Linked DNA regions of Mus musculus: region 1 is linked to region 2. A link is a contact called in public HiCAR-type data. All regions are on one chromosome and are shown on one strand. The core of a region is the stretch at or near the end of the contact, and the rest is flanking DNA. Distances in the headings are between cores, read along the strand shown. Region 1 holds the start of Slc39a10 (solute carrier family 39 (zinc transporter), member 10). Region 2 holds the start of Slc40a1 (solute carrier family 40 (iron-regulated transporter), member 1).

Region 1 (3,913 bases), core at 515-3,014, 930 kb before region 2:
ATGTACCTGTGCAAACCAGGTGAACATTGGTTTTGTAAACAAATAGCCCCAAATCACTGCTCGAAACTTGACTCAAGGGCTCTAACTTATTTGAAAAATGTTTATAAATATATATATATATATATATATATATATATATATATATATATATATATATATTGACAATGTGTTTAATCAAATAATTAGAAGCCTTAAAATACCATGGCAAATTGGATATTTTAATGCTTTGTACCCAAAGGATCTACTGGTAAACTCTATACAACTTAAGTCATTACTTTTTGTGTAATCCCCAGCTTAATTCATGGGTCTGAGGACTGTGGTCACTCTGCTATCTTCTTCCACTAATGTTGAGGCCTGAGGACTTATCAGAATGTCTTCCTTTGACAGCAGAGAAAGAGGAGTAGAAGAAGCTCACTGTGGTTTTAGCCACTCATTAAGCACTCGAAAGATGTTCCGTGTACAGGTAGAAAACAAAAGGCAAAACAGCTTCTTTCATGGAGTTCAAGTCAGCGAGACAGGCCACGTAGCCATACCGAATAGGTTTGGCTTTCTATGCCCCTCCTCGGTTCTCTCAGGCAAGTTACTTATTTCCTATGACTTTATTTCCTGGGTAGTCATTCTTCAGTCTGTTAGGAATATTAAATTAATACACACGCAAAGCATGCTGGAGGTACCTGATACATAAAGCTGGCAATTACTACTGCTCAGAGTTATATGCACTCTGTTCATCCATAAAGCAAGGCCAGAATTCACTTTCACTAGTAAATACGCTCAGCTTGAATACAGAAACACAGGCATCTGGGCAGAATACAAATAAGCCTAGACATGAATTAAGAGTCAGGAAGCAGAGTAATGAATAATGAAGCAAAGAGTTTGCCGAGCCTCCTTTTAAGAAAATTGTGGGTTGTTAGTTGCTTAAGAGGGGAGGAGGCCATTGAGAATGGCGGTGTGAGCAAAGGGATCCAAGAACAGGCAGGATATAAGCATGAATGCACCGGTGTTGCTGGGCGGATGGGGGGGGGGGGGCTTGCCTTTGGGTGTAAAACTGTTCCAGTAAGAGAAGGTGGTGGGAAGTCCTTGGATGGGTACCCAAAGCTACCAGAACTACGTGACATTTTTAAACTCAACTCCTTTCTGTTTGGGAAGTCCCACTGTAAGTGCTCTTTAAATGGGGGTGCGGTGGGGGGAGTTATGCAAAACACTTTGCACATAGCACTAAAGTTTAGTTTTGCCCAGAGACTGGCACGGTCGCTGGGACAGAGGGGGCGGAGTTAATTTAATATAGATGTCTAACCCGTGTACAGATCAGCAATCCTAATTGATCACTCCGAAACTTCGGCCTAGGACGCTCGTTCTCCAGGCTTCTACGTCTCATCCGCTAGCCCAAGGCCTCAGCAACCGACGTGCGAGGCCAGGCGAGGCGACCAAGGCCGTTCCACGCATGCGTTAAAAGCCGCCCCAACTCCCCCCAATCCCCGAGGAGTCCTTTCTCAGAACAAAACTAGCGCGGAGCTACAGAGCTCCGCAATTTGCGTAGATCTAATTTCTTCCAGTTGCCGCCAGTCGGTGTAGCTCCCGCCGGTGCCGCCGCTCTCCTACGCCAGGCGCGTCCGCGAAGTGAATGGCTGAACGCTGCCGGTGCGCCGCCGGCGTAGCGCCGATCAGGCCGAGGTGCGGCTGCGCAGGGCGCCCGAGCGGGCCGGGTGCGCCGCCGGCGTAGCGCTGAGGCGGCCAGGGTGCGGCTGCGCAGGGAGCCGGAGCAGGCTGAGTGCGCCGTCGGCGTAGAGCGCCGGCTCTCGCGCTAGGCTCCGCGACGCAGATAGCGCAGGCGGCTTTGGAGAATACACGACTGGGTGCAGCCGGGGTTTGGTACCGAGCGGAGAGGAGATGCACACGGCACTCGAGTGTGAGGTAACTATAAAACCCCGATTTGTTTACATTCCCTCCCCCAGAACCGGCCCCGTGCGCGGCGGAGCCTGGGAGTCCCGGGACGGCTGGGGAGGCTGGGCGGCCGGGTTGGGGCTGGCACCGGGGCCTCTGGGTTGGGACGCGTGTGTTCGCAGCTGCTGCAGGCGGTGGCGGCGAGCAGGAGAGCGGCGCGTGAGGCTGGGGCCAGCCGAGTGTGCCGCGTCGGCGGTGGGGGACCCGCGCCCCACGGCCTGCTGCGGGGCCGCGGAGCGGGCAGCGCCGGTTGAGGGCTGCGCGGGCTTCCCGCGGCCGCCGTACGGGGGACCCGGGACCCGAGGCAGGTCCCAGGGGCTCGTCTGCGGGGGGTAACGGACGGCGGCCGCTCAGCTCCGGGCCAACCGAAAAGGCTCGGTGGGGCGCGCGGGAACTGCGTGTGGCGCAGCCCACGGGTCCCGGAGCCGGGTTGTGGGGCGACCGTGGTGCGGCCGCGGGCTTTGTTCCCGGCCACCGGGGTGTAGGGTGGCGTGGGCGCGGTTGGGAGCGGAGGGAAGTGGCCGGCCCACCGCGGGGTCCGCATCCGCTCCACGCTTCGCTCCTCCCTTGGGGGGGGGGGGGTCTTCGGAACTCTCCAGCCTGGCGAGGCGTCGGGTGGCGTGACGTGGAAGGGCTTCCTGCGGCTTCTGAGAAGACGCGTTCACGTGGGAGCCTGTCCACATGGGCCGAGTTTAAGGAGCTGGGCACGTGGAAGAAATCTCACCGCAGGACGCCCCGCCACCGATTTGGAAGGGTCCTTCACCCCAGTGTCTGCTCCAAGTGACACAAAGCATGAGTTAAAAGACAGTACAACCCACCGTCTCCTAGAAACTTATTTATGTCTCCGTTAAGTGCGGTAACTAGCGGGTGACAGGTTTCTTGTATGTTTTCTTTTTGGATGTGTATCTAATGGTAATTAAGAAAAAGTAATACAAGAGCTGGAGGCTTAGAATTGTTAACAGTGCTATTGGGAAGCCTAAACAAAGCAGAACTTCTGTGTACAGAGTAATGTTAGGATTCCCGTAATCTACAAGTATTTGAGTACCTTGTGAGTCATTTCTCCTGGACCTTGGGAGTCCATCCCACACACCCCTCTTCCTATGTGCATTGGACATTACAGTAGGATGAAAGACACATCAGTGATAAAGTGATAAATGCTGTGAAGGAAATAAAATGTGCTGGTGGGCATTTTTAGCATTTGGTGTTTTCTAGAATAAGGGTCTTGGATTGTGACTATAGATTATTAAGGGTACATAAAGTTACATTGAAAGAGTTAATGGGAAACTATTTGGCTTTGATGGAGTAAGCCATACTTGAATAAAGCATTAAATATCAACGGTACTGGCCTGCCTAATAATGACTAACTTCAAACTAGCAAGAACTAAAAATTATACTTAAAGGATTTAAGTGTTTTGTATTACTGTAATTTTGGCCTGTATTCAGGAAGTTACATCCTCACCGAAAAGTAACTGAATTTCAGTGGTTTTAATCTCTCCCCAAATTGACAAAACTGAATTCTATCAACTAAGCGTGGTTAGGAACCCATGCGCAAGAATGAATGGTTTTGGTGCTACTTTAAAAGAGGTGGCAAAGACGATTTCTCAGGTGATACCTGAAGGCACAGATCTATAAACCCAGCTACTTTGGGAGCAGGGGTGGGAGGAGACTGAGGAAGGAAGCTGGCAAGTTAGAGTCCTGGAGCTTGTCTTAAAAGTTAAGTAAAAGAGCTGAGTGGTAGGAAACTTGCCCAGGGTTTGCACAAATCTACACTTAATTGTTAGTACTGCAAATAATGTATGCCTGTATGGATATGTATCATGAGCTATGCAGGTGAATACCCTTTATCTGAAATGTTCAGGACCAGAAGTGTTTTCAGCTTTTGTTTGTGAATTAGGAGATATTTGGATATATTAAATAATGGAGTGTTTCTTGGGCTAGGGCCCAATTCTGAACATAAATTGAACTTTTACTT
Region 2 (3,515 bases), core at 302-2,801:
GGGGAACAGAAGCTCCCCATTGATGACAATGGAGAACACATCACACTTTGAAGCACGCATCAACTGAGCTCCTGTTTCTCAGAGTCTTCTGACTAGATGTGGGGGATAGCTCTTAAGGCACACTGTACTTAATGCAAAGGGCATGGAGATCCTGTTATTGGCACATACGTGCAGGGAATCAGGATAGTTTGTATTCTGAAGATCAACAAAATTAAAGGAAAGGAAGGAAGGGCTGGGGGAAGAGAGAGACAGAGAGACAGAGAGACAGAGACAGAGAGAGACAGAGAGAAAGAAACCGTCAGAACTTGCTAGATGATCCCTTCCTAAGTGCTTCATGTAAGCACACTTTAGGTTTACTCCAAAAGACATTTGGATATACTACCCCATTTTGCAACTTCAGCAGACATACCCGAACCTGCGATAGAGGAGAAAGGACTTAAACGTTTTGTGTGTCAGGAGAGAGAAAGGTTTGCAAAGGACAAAAAGCGGTTGCAGTAGCAAAGCCCTATCTCGGTTCTGCAGACCTCATCCTAACGAATCCAGCTGCACCCCGCCCGCAAAGACCTTTGGGGCTTCTGATAGAGAGTCCAGATACAAGGCCTGTGCTCATGAGTGGCTCTCTTCATTACCAGGTGTCATTCTGGCAGGGCTGGAAGAGTGCAAGCCGGTTGGAGTTTCAATGTTTAGGATCACTCTTGAAGTGTTGACAAACCTGACAAAGGTAAGGGAAGGGAAGGGCTGACACAAGAAGCAGGTATGCCCTGGGGAGGAAACGGAGGTCATTAGAGGCTTACACCTGGTGTGTATTCACCTGTCCCCCCAGGAGGCTACCAAAAGGGCTTTATCTGCACGGGGCCAGACCCAGGGTCCCAACTGGGACAACCGGTATTCCTGGTTACTTCCCTTCAGCACTTGGAGCCTGTGGAGTAGCCAAAGAGGCAGGAGCGGCTAGGGTTAGAACTCAGAGGGAAAGGACAGTGAAGGGCGCTGCCTCCTTGCAGTGCCTGTGGCACAGAAGGCGGCCTGCGTTCGATCACTGGGCTGCGCGGGGCTACATTGTGATCTTTGAGCCTGCTTCCTGAGCTTTGATTCCGCAGCTTTTGAGAGAGAGCCCTCTCTATAGTTCGGAGAAGGAAAACATTCTGCGCCGCAGGCAGGCCGGACATGACTTGTATTTACTTAGCTACCTGCATTCCGAAGGGTAGCTAGGGTGGGAGGCTCCTTTTTTTCCGCGCCAGCTCCCGCTGAGCTTTGCCTAGGGACTGTCCGGCAATCTGGTGGCCAGAGAGAAGAGCTTCCTTCTAGCACCTGCCAAACGACTTTGTGCAAAATGTTTCTGTAGTGTCCCCTCGGGGTCCGCATACAGTCCCCGTCCTACTGTGCGGGTCACCCCTTGGCTTCTCCTGCGGTAGCCCAGCCAAAGCGCAGGTTGTTTGCGCCTCCTGGGAGGGCGGTGGGAGCGTAGCTGGCGCGGACCTGGACGTCCAGCCGCGAAGGGCGGTCCCTGCTCTCTCAAGCTCCGCCCCCGGCTCCCTATAAGCCGCTGCCCTGCCCGCGGCGGTGGCGGCGGCGGCGGCGGCGGCGAGAGCAGGCTCGGGGTCTCCTGCGGCCGGTGGATCCTCCAACCCGCTCCCATAAGGCTTTGGCTTTCCAACTTCAGCTACAGTGTTAGCTAAGTTTGGAAAGAAGACAAAAAGAAGACCCCGTGACAGCTTTGCTGTTGTTGTTTGCCTTAGTTGTCCTTTGGGGTCTTTCGGCATAAGGCTGTTGTGCTTATACTGGTGCTATCTTCGGTTCCTCTCACTCCTGTGAACAAGCTCCCGGGCAAGAGCAGCTAAAGCTACCAGCATCAGAACAAACAAGGGGAGAACGCCTGGTGTCATGACCAAGGCAAGAGATCAAACCCATCAGGAAGGATGCTGTGGTGAGTTGAGTAATCGAATGTTTCAAATGGTGGGAATGCAGGTGGGGACGGGGAGATGTAGTTCCATGAGGGTTGACTTGGGTTTTGATGGAGGGTGAAGAAGAATATAAACTCATAGTTTGAATAAAAGAACTTACATATAGGCAGGGATAGAGTAACCTGGGCAGGGTGAAATTTCTTGCATTAAAAAAACAAACCCCACCAAAGTTAAGGAATGTTGAAACAAGAGTTTCTTCACTGCCTGAAGTTGGGGCGGTTATTGACCAAGAGACAACGCTGAATCTTAAGTGGATGCTATTAAGTAAACTGAATGCATCAGTCTTGTAAGTGACCTGTTTAAAAAAATCAGACTTAATTACGACCAAAAGCAAATTCTAATCTGAGCACATTGGGGTGCTTAAACACGTTTTTTAACTTGTTCTCTGTGCCTTTCTAGGATCCTTAGCAAACTACCTGACCTCAGCAAAATTCCTCCTCTACCTTGGCCACTCTCTCTCCACTTGGGTAAGTGAGAATGCACACAGTTCTTGAGACATCGTTGCACAAGCTGTTGTTTACTCTCATCGGAGACAGTTGTATTGGAGAACTTGCAGTTTTCTCATTCCGTTAAGTAAATAAATCGTTCTAAAACACATGTTTCAACAAAAACGTTGTTTTCTTCAAAGATGTTTCCCATGAGTGTTAGTAAATTTTACTTAATAGTGAAATTCTAAAGCTTTACATAGACCGACAACTGTTTGAAACAAGATCCACAAGGACAGGAAAACTTGCATAGTTACTAGGGTTGGTAAATTCTAACTGGGCCTCCTACTGAACTGGAAAGGTATTTCATGGGCCCTCTTGGGTTTACGTCTGGTACCAGCATGCAGCATTATAGAAACAGAGTACAAGGGTAGACTGGCGAAAACTGGCATAATAGGATTACAATAGTATTGTAAGATGAGTTTAAGTATACCTAATCAATGATCAAACATCTAAATGATAACAGCTCTAATCTTCGAAGTTGTTATCTGTGGCTACTTAATTTGTGGGTAGTGTTAAAAGCCACCACCCAATGAAAATTAGCTATGGATTCACAGTTCTTCCTTTGGCTTCCTATGGGAGAATCTCAGTTTTTCTGCTGGCCTGGGATCCTCTATCAACTCCTCGATACTCATTAGCAGGCTGGCTGTGCTCAATGGATAATTATTAGAAACTGTCGGGTTAAACAATCATTCTTACTGCTTAAAAGCATAAACATATTCTGTGCGTTACAAATAAGGAAAATGAATTTCTAAAGAATATTTTGAAGTGCTAATTTCTTTTTAATGAAATCCCCTATTGATTGATTTATAAGACGTGAATGGAAACCATCATGAGGAAATGTATTCCCTATGCCATTGGGAAATTAAGTTGGGTTGTTGGCTCTCTAAGGAATAGCAGTCCTAGATAACTTTTTAGAAAAGGAAGCTCCCATCTTTTTGAATGCTTACAAAGGGGGTGATTTTGCAAATAAATGAATAAACAAAGTGGAATTGGCTAGAGTTTGCTTTGAAGATGGGTATAAGGGGGAAAAGCAAAACAAAACAGTGAAGAACCCTTTATACATCTA

What was found. HiCAR-type assays count read pairs that join an accessible place to other places.
Region 1: a contact with region 2 is called in a HiCAR-type map of astrocytes, with 3 times the contacts expected there. The contact joins the promoter of Slc39a10 here to the promoter of Slc40a1 in region 2. A contact is called at or near these places in 1 of 39 promoter capture datasets (neutrophils) and 1 of 115 datasets of contacts at active chromatin or transcription factors (astrocytes).

What each region holds. Positions count from the first base shown.
Region 1 is chr1:46,851,469-46,855,381 of GRCm38.p6, reverse strand. It overlaps Slc39a10 (solute carrier family 39 (zinc transporter), member 10), which reads left to right and starts at 1,764. Exons shown (of 10, transcript NM_172653.3): 1 at 1,764-1,911.
Region 2 is chr1:45,923,630-45,927,144 of GRCm38.p6, reverse strand. It overlaps Slc40a1 (solute carrier family 40 (iron-regulated transporter), member 1), which reads left to right and starts at 1,551. Exons shown (of 8, transcript NM_016917.2): 1 at 1,551-1,924; 2 at 2,361-2,428. The coding sequence starts at 1,882.